Linked DNA regions of Zea mays: region 2 is linked to region 1. Evidence: chromatin contacts called from public Hi-C data. All regions are on one chromosome and are shown on one strand. The core of a region is the stretch at or near the end of the contact, and the rest is flanking DNA. Distances in the headings are between cores, read along the strand shown.

The links. Hi-C and Micro-C count contacts between places; a contact is called where the count stands out from the background.
Region 2: a Hi-C map of ear shows a contact between it and region 1, with 4 times the contacts expected there. The contact joins the promoter of LOC118476096 here to the promoter of LOC103642400 in region 1. A contact is called at or near these places in 4 of 25 Hi-C or Micro-C datasets (ear, leaf and tassel).

What each region holds. Positions count from the first base shown.
Region 1 is chr1:194,730,908-194,737,686 of Zm-B73-REFERENCE-NAM-5.0, forward strand. It overlaps LOC103642400 (auxin response factor 21), which reads left to right and starts at 1,969. Exons shown (of 13, transcript NM_001365477.1): 1 at 1,969-2,260; 2 at 3,161-3,259; 3 at 3,366-3,422; 4 at 3,510-3,674; 5 at 3,762-3,846; 6 at 4,045-4,135. The coding sequence starts at 2,102.
Region 2 is chr1:194,941,034-194,948,428 of Zm-B73-REFERENCE-NAM-5.0, forward strand. LOC118476096 (exocyst complex component EXO70I) reads left to right here and starts at 1,398. Exons shown (of 2, transcript XM_035964206.1): 1 at 1,398-2,774; 2 at 2,872-4,315. The coding sequence starts at 1,875. The coding sequence ends at 4,173. It overlaps LOC103642440 (probable mitochondrial adenine nucleotide transporter BTL1), which reads left to right. Exons shown (of 5, transcript XM_008665715.3): 3 at 1-74; 4 at 287-524; 5 at 673-1,285. The coding sequence ends at 923. It overlaps LOC100193145, which reads right to left. Exons shown (of 6, transcript NM_001367013.1): 2 at 7,101-7,313; 3 at 6,913-7,023; 4 at 6,596-6,790; 5 at 6,148-6,319; 6 at 5,701-6,055. The coding sequence starts at 7,301. The coding sequence ends at 6,033.

The sequences.
Region 1 (6,779 bases), core at 719-3,218:
GTCACAGTTTATGAGATCTGGGTGGTCTCTAGATACCCATGAAAGGCTATGGAGTTTGACTTATATGCTCCAACCAGAGGGGATGCGTTCAGCAATCTAGTACTGGTAAAGAGTTTAGATGAAACTCATTCCACGCAAAACTGCCAATTCAAGGCCTAGTCCATTGTGCAGTTGTGGTCAAGTGTAGTCTAAGTTCTAGGTGGATGTTCAACTTAACAGTCTCCATCGAAACACCAGTATATCAAACGTTTGAGATGATGAGAGCTTTTTTGTGTGACTTAGCATTTGGTGGGGATTGTTGGATTAATGTGGGCTTGGCCCAAATTAATATTCAATAATAGTCAATGCTAATGGCCCACTTTAATGCTATGGTGTACTAATTATTTAGTACCATATTGGAAGTTCAAAGGACAAATCAATCAACTTAAATAGGTGGACCATTGGTGCATCTATTGAGAAGTTGAGAAAAGAATGAAAGACTGCCACACGCGCGCGCGCGCCGCCGCCGCCGCCGCCGGCCGGGCCGTGGCCGTGGCCGTGGCCGTGGCCGTGGCTCGTGGCTCGTGGTAGATCGGACCTTGGTCCGAATATTCCTTTCAAACGGTTGCGCATTTTGCCTGGATTGATGACCGTCATAATAACCGTCCGTTTCCTGTCTTATGGCTAGTAACGGACGTCAGTTACTGTCGTCAGTTTCCAGTTCTAATGCGCGACCGTTTCTGTCCGTTGCTCTTCTCCCTTCTTCTGACCGGCTATAAGAATGGAGAGGGAGAGCTCTTCCAGTCACGCGAATTGCAAACAACACATTCCCGTCCCATCTTCTGCGAGCACAGAGAGAGTGGGAGAGCAGGCCTCCGAAATCACTGACCGCAGAGATACACTTGCACGGGTGTGCGGGCGATCAGATTTTTGGGGAGCGTCTTCGCGACTGCTCGCGTGATCGTCCACAACTTGCTGTTCGTCGCCTACCCAAGTTGACGCGTGCTGCTGTTCTTCTTCCCGGCGACCGTTCGAGGGACTGCACTGCGTATATCTTCCTGCACCGACTTCGTACGACTACATCGAACAAACACACGAGATGTCTCGTGTGAATGGAGCCACTGGTGCCTTGAGCATCGGTCCCTCCGCTGGGTACACTCTGTTCTTCGTATTTGTGCATGTTTCATTGCTGTTTACTGCTTATGCGAGTAGTTATACACACATGCACATACATGTCATCACATATATCGCACTGATTTTCTAGATTAAATTAAAACTAAAAATGCCTAACTTTCTAACATATTCCACCATAAAGACATTTTGAAGTAGAATAGTACGTGTGTTTTTCTCTTAAGCCAAGAAAAAAAGGGAGAAAATTTCACACGTATAGTATATTAAACTGTATGCACCAATAGATTTAACCTACAAAAGGTGATAAGAAGAGGTACCCAATTTACTTATACTGTATTATAGTATTTGAACACTCGTGCGTGCGAGTCCTGCAAAATTCTCGTCCACTCGTGCTTGCTGTACTGCTGCATCCAGATTCCAGATGTGCTCTGATTAATCAATGAGCTAACCAGAAATTAACTAGCACGTACTAGTGGCTTAACAGTACGGTGGCACGAGCAAAGCGACACTGTAATTATTGCCATTTCCAGCGAGCGAGAGAGCACGCGCGGTTCCGAGCCGAGCTTGGCAAGCTATGCCGGTTGTGGGCGATGGCCTCATCGTGAGCGTAAGGTCACACTCAAACCTTATACGATCGATTTCCTTTAGATAAACAACTCCAAAAATACTTTAGAAATACGCTCACACCGGCGATTATACCGACTTTTATAATGGCACGCACGCAGGAAAAAGGACTTCTTTATTCTGTTGCTCACTTGCTCCTTTCTCTGCCGCCCGCCGCTGCCGAGTGCCGGGTCTTCGCTTTCTTTCTCCTCTTCGGGCACTTCGCTGCTTGCCTGCTCTGCTCGCGACCTGCTTCTCAGACCCGCCCTCCTCGCCGGCCGCCCGGCGATGCCTCCTGGCCAGAGGCGGCGGTGGCGGCGGCGGCGACGGAGATAGTTAGCTCTTCAGATTGAGTGACTGGTGGTCGCCGGCGGCGGAGACGCGGAGTATGGAGGCGCCGGGGACGAGCTCGGGCGGCGCCGGAGGCGAGGGGGCCGGGGGCACCAAGGTCAACGAGGAGCTGTGGTACGCGTGCGCGGGACCGCTCGTGGCGCTGCCGCCGGCGGGGAGCCTCGTTGTCTACTTCCCGCAGGGACACAGCGAGCAGGTCTCTTCCCCTTCCCTCCCTCGCGCCGATTCTTGATCAAAGCTGCCGTTTTCCACCCCCTTCAAGCTCCCGATGAGCGGGATTGCGCCTTCTATTTCTGAAATTTGTTCTCTTGCTGCGAATTTCCGTGGCGTGGCGTGCCTTGTCTTGTCTCTTTCTTGTCGCCTCCTCGTGTTCTCCGGAGATGCGCGCCGCGCGCGTGTCCTTCCGTGGTTGGTTCGCCTTTCGGCGCCAACTGGTTCTTGAGCTTCCCCGCCGAATGCTTGCTTTCCATTTGTCTCCCGACAAAAAAAAAGAGCATTTTTTCCCGGTGGCGTCTCGTACTCACAATTGAGGCAGTTTTGTGGTTGTTTCTTGTTAGTAATGTTGTTGTATTTCAACTAATTTTAGCTTCTTTGGGTGACATGACATGACTGAGTACATAGTATTTTGTGCCCCTTGCTTGATGTTCTACAACTGCTCCAATCTTTCTCCCTGCAGCTGAACGGAGTGTGGCCTTAATTTGTTTCTATTTGATATCCTTTGCTTTGCCAAGGCTGATGCTTAACTCACATGATAGTTATATATTTATTGTCTGTGATGTTGAGCTCTCGTTTGCCATGTATAGCTCAGTATAGATTTTTTTTAGTGGCTAGACAAGCAGTATTTTTTTTTTGCGTACAAACCGATTGGGGAATTAGGGCCTGATCTTAGTTATATGCGTCTGTCTTTGGCTTGTTTTCCCAACTAAAATGGAATTTCATATGAAATGCCTATGTATTGTGTGCCAGATTTATATTTGGGTTATAAAAAAGCTAAAAAATAAAACAGTTAAAAATTCCCTTCTTTATTTGCTAATAATTGTGAAAGTTGTTCGGAATTCCATGGTGAACAATTCTCATTCCTTGATGCCAATTTCAGGTAGCAGCATCTATGCGAAAGGATGCAGATGCCAAAATTCCGAGCTATCCAAATCTCTCATCTAAGCTTATATGCATACTCCGTAGTGTCACTATGCTTGTAAGAAATGCTTCCTTCAATACAGTATGAAAAATAACTGCTGTTGAGCTAGTTCTCTTTTATGCAAACGATTTTGATTAATGTATCTATCAACAAAAATTGACAGGCTGATCCTGACACAGATGAGGTTTACGCTCGAATGACTCTCCAGCCCGTTAGCAATGTAGGTCACACTTCCCTATCATCAATTATATCAGCTGTATTATAGGATGTACCTGTACCACCTTGAATTTGGAATTGGTACTGTTAGGTGACGCATTGTGACAAGGAGACGTTGCTGGCAACAGAGCTTGCACTGAAACAAACCAGACCACAGACAGAGTTCTTTTGTAAAACACTGACTGCAAGTGATACAAGCACTCATGGAGGTTTCTCTGTGCCACGGCGTGCTGCAGAGCGAATTTTCCCCCATCTTGTAAGAATATTTTACACTCTATAATGGTCAAAAGCTGAATTGTTGGCTTTCTTAATCGTTTTAATCTGTCTGTGATGCACTGTGCAGGACTTCTCAGTGCAGCCTCCTGCTCAGGAACTGCAGGCCAGGGATTTGCACGATGCAATTTGGACATTCCGTCATATATATCGAGGCAAGTCTGTAAAAAAACTGCATCAAATTTCGTAGTGGGCATTAAAGGAACTAATAAAACTTCACCTAGTTCTTATTCAAATATCACTTACCTTCTTTAATTTCATAATTTTATTAGTAACTTGTACTCATAATAGACCTATCTTGCTATTTCATAAACACATTGTTTCATATTTTGTTAAAAGTTCTCCTTCATCAGGCCAGCCTAAAAGGCATTTGCTGACTACTGGCTGGAGCCTATTTGTCAGTGGAAAGAGACTCCTTGCTGGTGATTCAGTCCTGTTTATTAGGTAAAGTTTGGAGAATGAAGTCCTTGTCTTTCTGTGGATGTTTAACTTATTGCTGTTATGGTATTCTTTGGTAGTCAGTATAGCAAATTAGACTGTAGAGTGTGTATTGTGTGTTTGCAAGAAACGAAGAAAGCCTCCATCTCTCACTTTATGCTTTTATCCTTATTGGGTAATGATTTTGATGATTCCTTGGTTCTGCCTGCGGCTGGGTCATGTGGTGGTATTCTGTTAGCTTGGAAAAGCTCTGTTTGCAGGGTTGCTCAGACAAGGATTGACGATTTTTCAGTTATAGCACAATTTCAGCAAGAAGGAAGATCAGCATGGTGGTTCACAGGAGTTTACGGCCCCCATTCAGATGACCTCAAATTACAGTTCTTTCAGGAACTTCAGATGGTCTGCTCTGCTTGTAACGGCCCATGGATGATTGGAGGTGATTTCAATCTTATTTATCAAGCCGATGATAAGAATAATGATAACCTGAACAGGGCTATGATGGGGAGGTTCAGGCGGCTTCTTAATGATCTGCAATTAAAGGAGTTACCGTTGTTGAGAAGGAAATATACTTGGTCCAATGAACGGGCTAACCCTACTTTAGTACGCCTGGATTGGGTCTTCTGTACAGCAGATTGGGATGATGGTTTTCCAGATTGTGTTCTTCAAAGCTCTGCTTCTTTAATATCTGATCACTGCCCTCTTTTAATGGGTTTGCATGAGCTCACCCAAGGGAAGAGGAGATTCCATTTTGAGAGCTTCTGGACCAGATTGGAGGGCTTCATGGAAGTTGTTGAGCTTTCTTGGTCCCAGCCTGTGGAAGCAAATTGTCCCCTTCAGATTTTCGCTACCAAATTGCAGAGGTTGTCTAGACAATTGCAGGCCTGGAGTCATAAAAAAGTGGGCAATATTAAGCAGCAGCTCCTTATGGCCAAAGAGATTCTTCACAGGCTAGAAATTGAAAGGGATTCTAGAAGTTTGTCCCCCTCTGAAGAATGGCTTCGTCGTAAATTAAACATCATAGTTTGGCTTTGGCATCCTTGGAGAGAACTGTAGCCCGTCTGAGGAGTGGTTTACTTTGGTTGAAAGAAGGAGACGCCAATTCCTCATATTCACCAGCATGCCATATATAAGAAGAGAAAAAACTTCATTGGGAAGTTGCAGGTTGGGACAGATTATTGTTTGAGCAGGAAGATAAAAAAGAGGCAGTGTGGGATTTTTATAACCATCTTCTTGGGACAGTACCTTACAGGGGCTCTATTCTAAATCTAGATGCCTTCCATAGGCCGGCCTTGAATCTACATGATCTGGATCAAACCTTCAGTGAAGAGGAGGTGTGTAATATTATTAAAGCTCTCCCATCTGACAAAGCCCCTGGGCCTGATGGATATGCTGGGAGATTTTATAAAAAGGCATGGCTAGTTGTTAAGTCTGATTTTATGGCAGCTATAAACAGAGTGCTTCAAGGGGTTATTTCTAAACTGCATCTCCTTAATTCAGCTTATGTGACCTTGTTGCCAAAAATAATGAGGCATTGGAAGTTAAAGATTTTAGGCCAATAAGTCTGAAACAGTTTTGCAAAAAATGTAACTAAGCTGTTGGCCACCAGACTTGCACCAGGCTCCCTGTTTAGTGTCAAAAAATCAAAGTGTCTTTGTGAAGGGAAGAAACATCCATGATAATTTTATTTCGGTTCAACAGACTGCAAGGGCTATTCATAGGCAAAAGGTGCCTCGTATCCCGCTGAAATTGGATATTACAAAAGCTTTTGACTTTGTATCTTGGCCCTTCTTGTTAGAAATCTTCAGACATTTGGGTTTTGGACCTGTTTGGTGCAGCATCATTTCTAAAATGTTATACTCTTCTTCAACAAGAGTCCTTGTGAGTGGTGAACCAGGGAAGATTATCAAGCATCAAAGAGGGCTAAGGCTAGGGGACCCTCTGTCCCCAATGCTTTTCATCCTGGTAATGGATGTTTTGAATTCCCTGACTCTAAAGGCACAGGAAAGGGGATTGTTGCAGCCACTATTGAGACATGGAAATGGTCAACGGATTTCCCTGTATGCAGATGATGTTGTACTATTCTTACAGCCAAACAGAGAGGAGATCACAGTGGTCATGGTGATTTTAAGGATTTTTGGGGAGGCTTCAGGCTTAAACCAATATAAGTAAATGCAGTATGACTCCTATCCAATGTAATGATCAAAGTGTTGGAGAAGCACAGACTTTATTCCCTTGCAACATTATAGGTTTTCCTTGCAAATATTTGGGGCTTCCACTTTCTGTCAAGAAACTGCCTAGAAGTGTGTTCTTGGAACTTATTGATAAAGTTGCTAATAAGCTGCCAGGCTCCTTTAATTAACCAAGATGGAAGACTAACCCTTGTCAGATCTGTCCTTACTGCCATCCCTATTTATCACCTTATTGCAATTCAATGCCCTAAATGGGTGGTCAAGGCTATAGACAAAACCAGGAGCGGATTTTTGTGGAAGGGCAAAAAGGATGTCAAAGGTGGCCATTGTGTTGTGGGATGGAATAGGGTTTGTAAACCCTTAAGCCTGGGAGGTTTGGGCATACACAATCTTAAAATTCTTGGTTGGGCATTGAATCTGAGGTGGCTGTGGCTCAAAAAAACTCAGCCAGACATGCCTTG
Region 2 (7,395 bases), core at 148-2,647, 210 kb after region 1:
CGCCGATTGCGATTGGAGGTGCGGCAGCTGGAATAGCTAGCACTTTGGTGTGTCATCCTCTTGAGGTTCTTAAGGTACTTCAGAGCTAAATCCGCATCTTGAATATCTGTGGGCACTATTCATGGAATGTTAGGTTCATTTTCCTTACTTTCTTTTTGGGGTCTGGTTTATATTTCTGACTTCTATTGCCTATTCCAAATAAATGGCAAACCAGCAAACTTCACAGAAATTTGTGAGGCCTCTTATTTAGTTAATCGATTACTTTTTGCTGTTCTTCGTGTCGCAGGATCGCATGACTGTCAACCGTGAGGCTTATCCTAGTATTGCCATTGCCTTCAGCAAGATCTACCGAACTGATGGCATTGGTGGTCTTTATGCTGGCCTCTGCCCAACGTTGGTTGGCATGCTTCCATATAGCACATGCTACTATTTCATGTACGAGACCATCAAGACTAACTACTGCCGTGCGCACAAAAAGAAATCTTTGAGCCGTCCTGAGCTGCTGGTTATCGGGGCTCTTTCAGGTTAGATTCAGTTGCACGTAAAGTGTTACTTCGTTTCAATTTGTTAGCCAATATGCAATTCACCAAACTTCTTGAAACAGACTAGGAAGTGTGTTATATTCCACGTCGGCTGTCCTGTCTCACAGTTGTTTGAATTTGAACCTTCTAGGTCTAACTGCAAGCACGATCAGCTTCCCTCTTGAAGTGGCAAGGAAGCGCCTTATGGTAGGATCCCTGCAAGGGAAGTGCCCACCCCACATGATCGCGGCGTTAGCCGAGGTGATCCAAGAGGAGGGTGCCAAGGGGCTTTTCCGAGGATGGGCGGCGAGCTCCCTGAAGGTCATGCCAACGTCCGGTGTCACCTGGATGTTTTACGAGGCATGGAAGGACCTTCTTTTGAGTTCACGGCTCCATGCGTAGCAGGAGCTTGAAGAAGTCGGGCTCTTGCATTGTCACAGAATAAATTTGTTGCGCTGTGTCGGATTTTCAACATTTTTTTCTTCTTAAAAAGTCGCACACATGCCAACCATTTAGGAGAGAAGAAGGCCATCTTGTGCTGGTTGCACCCTTGATTAGCAGCACTAGCCAATTGGCCTTCGCTGACCTGGGATTATCTAACTACTAGCAACTCTGAGCAGACTCAACCTGGACTGGGTATGCATTGGCCCCAGGCATCGTTGTTGCGAAATTTGTCTACTAATGAAAAACAAGGACTATTCATGAACCTTTTGTCACTGAATGTTGCATGTTTTGTATGTGTGGGGCATTTATCCGGTTCTTAATGAGTCTCAATGTTACACAATATTATACATCTACTGGTCCAAAAACGAGTGTTGTTGTGGGAAATGTGCAAATAGACTTTGTTCTAATTTCTCATACGAGAACTATATTAGCATTTGTGTATGCTACACCCTCAGTGTTCCAATTATAGTTCAGTTATGTTTTGTACTAAGTCAAACTTATCAAGAGTTAGTCAAGTTTTAGAAAAATATGTGCCAGCATCTACAAGTTTGAAAAGATGCACTAGCAGGACATATTTCATGGAGTGGTTAACAAAAAAGGTATTGTAGACGTTGAAGCATTTCATGGAGAGGTATTGTTTGACTACTAAGACACATGTTACTGTTACTCTATAATACAAGAAGTCCTGGCTGTCAAGTAAATCAGACCAAATTTGCTTTGGTTGCATTATTTTCGTGCCAGCTATTTGCTGCAAAATTCCAGAACCTTGTGTATCGAACCACAGTTGTACATCTCCAAATTACTACTAGTACTCTGCAACAACGCGGTGCAATCTCCAAAGATGGGCATTTGTCCTAAGTGGCCGCTAAGCTCCAAGATTTTTGCTTTTACAAAGCTTCGTCGCAACCAATGGTGAGAGAGACATGCAGTGGCTACACAAGGCAGGCGCGCGACAGTCGTGAGAGAGGCATCGTCACACGCGTGTTTACCTCAGGCTCAAACACCGGCCGGCCGCCGGCCATGTGCCCCGACGCGTCAACGCCGGCGACCAAAGATGCCGATGCCGGCACCGACACCACTATTGTTCTTGCGAAGCTTCATGCTTCGCGAGCCGCCATCGTCTCGGTGCTTTCCGCCGCGGCTGAGGCTGAGGTCGAAATCGACGCCATCGGTGACCGCCTTGATGAGCTCCTGTCCAGCGCCTCGCCGTCGTCCTCCCACCACCTCCAGTCCCAAGCCGTGGCGGCACGCGCGCTGAGCGCGCGCATCGACCGCGCCGTCGCGCCGGCCGATCCCCTCCTCGCGGAGTTCCGCCGCGTGTCCGCGCTCGCCGAGGACGCCGCGCCACCGGCCAACCCGGGCGACGCCGAAAGCGCGGTGGCGTTCGTCGACCGCGTGGACCAGCTGCGGGACGCCATCGAGGAGGTGGTGGCGCGCGGCGAAGAGGCCGTCCGGAGGGTGGAGGAGGCGGTCGGCTTCCTAGGCAGGACCAAGGCAGCCGGCCGAGGCCGCGTCCGGAGGCTGACCGAGGCCGCCGCGGCGCTGCGCGCGGTGTACGAGACGGAAGCCGAGGAGATGCGCTTCGAGGGCCCGCTGGACGATGCTCTCCTCGGCCTCCAGGAGCTCTTCGAGGCGCTGCTCCTCAGGCTGAAGCACCCGGCGCCCGTGGACGACGACGTCGCCGGCGCCGAGGATGACACGGCCGGGCACGAGCTGGGCACTGACGACGAAGTGGAGGCCGCCGCAAGGATGGCCAAAACGCTCGCCGCCAACGACTGTTTGGACATCTGCCTTGACATCTACGTCAAGGTGATTCGTTTTCTCTAACCTCTACTACAGCTAGCCTTGTCGTGACAGACAGTTGCGATGTGAGTAACCGAAATAACTGTGGGGTGACGTCACTCAGACGAGGTACAGGAGAGCAGCCAAGGCGATGATGCGGCTCAACCCGGCGTACCTCAAGTCGTACACGCCGGAGGAGATCGACGCAATGGAGTGGGAGTCGCTGGAGTCGGCCATGGCGCTATGGAGCCCGCATTTCCACGTGGCTATCGCCTCCGTGCTCGCCGCGGAGAGCCGGCTCTGCGAGCGCGTGCTCGAGCCCCTGCCGCCGGCGGTCTGGCCCGAGTGCTTTGCGAAGATCGCCGCCCGCATCGTCGCGGCGTTCTTCCGCTTCGCGGACGGCGTGGCCGCCGCGGCGCGCGAGCCGCAGAGGCTGTTCAAGCTGCTCGACATGCTCGACGCGGTGGTCCGGGAGCGGGAGCGCCTGGACGAGCTCTTCTCCAGCGGGTCGGCCACGCTGGTCGCCATCCGCGAGCGCACGCGCGAGGTGGAGCGCGCGCTGGGGCGCACCGCGGCCGGCGTGTTCTTCGAGTTCGGTCTCCGCATCGAGACGCTTTACGTCACCGGCGCCGGTGCCGACGCCGGGCACGTGCCCAAGGTCGTGCGGTACGCCGTGAACTACCTCAAGTGCCTAGCGTCCGACGACTACCGCGCGCTCATGGACACCGCGCTGCGCGCGGATCTAGAGCGCGGCGACGAGGAGGACGCGGGCGAAGGCGGCGACCGCGCCCCGCTCGCCGAGGCGGCGGCGAGCGTGCTGGAGGCGCTGCACCGGCACGTCGAGGCGGCGCGCCGGGTATGCCCGGACACGGTGGCGTCGCACGTCATGGCCATGAACGCGTACTGGTACATCTACATGCGCGCCCGGGGCACGGAGCTGGCGAAGCTGGTGGGCGAGGACACCATGCGGCGCCGGTACAAGGCGGCGGCCGAGGAGGCGGCGTGGGAGTACCAGGACGCGGTGTGGACCCCGCTGGTCCGGCTCATCAGCGGCAGCAGCTCCGGGGCGCCGAAGACCTGGCCGCCGGACGATGCGCAGGAGAAGGCGGCGGCGTTCGCTGGCAAGCTCGAGGAGCGGGTGAGGCGGCACGGGGCCGAGTACAAGATACCGGACGGCGACCTCCGGGGACAGATCAAGATCGCGGCGGCCAAGGCGGTGCGCGGCGCGTACGCCGGGTTCTTGAAGGCAAACGACAAGGCCCTGGCTGGCTGCCGGAAACAACTGCTGCCGCTGGACATCATCGAGGGAATGGTTGGGCGCGTGTTCGACGAAATGAGCGATGGAACCGCCGGCAGCGTCGGCCGGGCGAGGAGCCGGCGGGAGTCCAGGAGCAGCGGCAATCTGGAGGGCTTCTTCGGCGTCTAAAAATAGCGAAATGCATGCTTCAGTTCTGTTATTGCAAAAAACGTTGTGTTAAATCTTCAAAGCCAATTGGATCTATCAAAATCTATTTTATCGCAGTATGTACTTGAAACTAGATAAATTTAAAAGGTTGGAAATATATTTCTGAAATTTGTATTACTATTATATTTATTGTTGGCCGAAGTTAAACTAGGGGCTAAATTTGTATGGATCCACCCAACTATAGAGATAATTAAAAAATGACAAAGAGAAAGAGTCTTCTACCAAAAGGAGGCTCTCTAATAAGCTCTTACTAAAAAAGAGGGAGGAGCTCCTAAAAAAACAGCAGCCAGGAGACAAAAAAAATGAGCTTCTACCGACTCATCTCCCATATTTTTCTCTTCGTCGACGATGAAAGCTACAAGAAAAGCTATATTTCCAATCAAATATGTTGTTTTTTTCTAGAGCTATTTCTAAAAATAAAGAGGGAGTTGTTTTCTTAGAGAATCAAGAGAGGGCTGAAACTGGCAGAGGAAGAGTCTTACCAATTGGGACCTAATTTTCACTCTCTAAATTATCATTTGGAGCACCGTTTGCATAAAAATCACTTTTTATATATTTTCAATCTCCAATAGTCTTTTTATATCTGGAGAGTCATTCATATTTTCTATATATAGCTAGCGAGAAATCCGGAATAGAAGGTGTCTATATTTAGATAGCTATTTAGATAAGCTATTTTAAGTTTTTTTACAAAAAAACTCTATTCATATAGAATAGGAAGAATATAAAAGCGACTCTTGGAGTTACTCTAATTAGGTATAACATAAAAATATAATTAATGAAAAATGATAATCTAAAATTATCATAAAAAGTTAGAATATTATTTTATTATCATAAACAATATTATTTTATTATATAAATTTGATTGAATTTGAGATATTTTGACTTTCTAAAAAAGTTAGAATAATATAATTTATGGTAGAGATGGTAGCTAATAACTATCCGCTAAAAGCTGAATAGTAGGTAACACGTTAGCCAGCTAACTATTGATTGTGTATCTAATATTATGACATATAAGTAGATTTCATACTATGACACATCAGTTTTATCTGTATCCAATTTTATGACACGTTAGTAGATTTCATAATTTGTAATATTGTGATACATCAATAGATTTGTTGATTTGGCAGTTTATTATAAAAGGAGAGATAAGGAGACTTTTTATAAAGGTTCATCGGCATAAAATCTACTTTCAGAATTAACAATGAAAAGACTGACATAACATCAACTGACAAAGCATCGTAACACTCACTGGCCTTAGCTACATGGGATCCATACACAGTCCGTAATTTTTCTGTTGACATTAAAAGAAAATATGATATTTTTATAAAATAGACAGTTCAATCCCAGCAGACATTTTGTAAAAAAAAAAAATAGCGCAGCTCATCTCCATGCCCGCTTACAAAGGTGCACAACCTTTCCTTTTTCATCAAATCGGCAGATGGTCCCATGGCCATGTAGAAAACGCAACTTGAACTGAACGAGAGATATCACACGTAATCAGGACAACATATGAACATTCCAAGGCATAGTTAATATGTATCACATACAAAGCATAGCACTAAACTTTTTCTGCACACACCTAACCAACCACTATTATCCAGTAAACAGATACACTGATGCACACCACTACCCTTCTGTTCTAGAACCTGAAGACTATCCCTGAACAGAGTCACACCTATACAATCTTCGACGACAGCTTTGTTAGTCTGTTCTGAAGCGCCAGAGTTAGACTTGATCCGTTTTGCTTTCTTCGTCACTGACGGAATGAGCAAAAGAGCAGGACACCCTCCAGCCTATGAAGAATTAGGCGGCGGTTCGTTTCAAGAACCTGACTCGGCAGTTCCTGAAAGGGTGACAACTGAAGATTGGTCATGGCTGTGTGGCCAACAGCTTCGGAGAATCTTGGTGCAACTGCTGGTGGATGATGGAACTTACCGTCGCCACAGAGCTGCTCGACTCGGCTTACGATGTGCTTGCCGTATGTGTACTTCCTCAATGCTTGCATATGATCCTTTACGCGGCTGAGCAGAAGCTCCCGCTGATCCTCGTTGCAAGTTTCAAGTATCTTCTGGACCACGTAATTAGCATACTGGTCCTTCATCATTGCCTGATTGAATATAAAAGGTGATTAGGAAATATAAACTAACATCAACACAGGAAGAAATAAGTTTACAGAGATCCCATGTCTTGGTAATCCATAGGATTCGCAGCTCCCAGAAAGCTGGAATAGCAGAACTGAGATACTCATGGTGTTATCTGATTGGCTGTACCGAACTGAGATCAGGTCCCCATGTCCTAGCCCTACCTTCCAGAACCCCGACCCGTTTGGCAAAGAGAGGAAGGGATAATGGAGGGAACACTTTTACTACACTACCAAACAGACCAATAAATTGTTGTTGCCCTCTGTCTGCTCCACAATCCGTCTGATCAGAAGATCCCGCTCCGCAATATCACCATGTTGAAAACACTTCTCTATCACATTTGATGCATATTTATTTTGGCTCATGGTAACAACCTGCCCGGCCAATTTAGTAATAATTTGGCTCCTCTCATGAGCTTTTCCTCTTTCTAGAACATGCTGCAAAAAGAAACAGAGAACAGTAAGCTGCCAAGCGAGGCAGAGACAAATCAAGCATTGGAAGGGTCGTGGGAGAAACGGTGTCAAAGGATCCACTACATCAATTTACAAAGAAATTTTACCTGTGTAACATAGTTGCCATACTGATCCTGCGCAAGGATGCACACCCACTGTAATATCTCGTCTATTATGCACTGGCCTTGTGAGTTACCACCGCAGTGCTCCAAGATTCTCTGCACCGAATGATATTCATTGAAGAATGCACCATAATCCATCATGAAATTCTAACAGATTTTTACTGTAAAATCACCTGAATTACACGGCAGCCATATGGATGCATTGAAAGGCTAGTAACTTGTCCCTGAAAAGCAGACACTACAAAACCAATATGTTCTGTGGGGACACACTCAATGCACTTCTGTATAACGTGATTTCCATTTTGATCACGGACACATCGCATAATATGACCATCAAGCTCATGAACTAGATCTATTTTCTGGTCAAGTTCCATAACTTCCAGAGCCTACATGTTTGGAGAGAGAAGTTACTGGAAGCAATAATCAATAATGATAGATGTAGTTGCTCACATTAAGCTAGATGATATC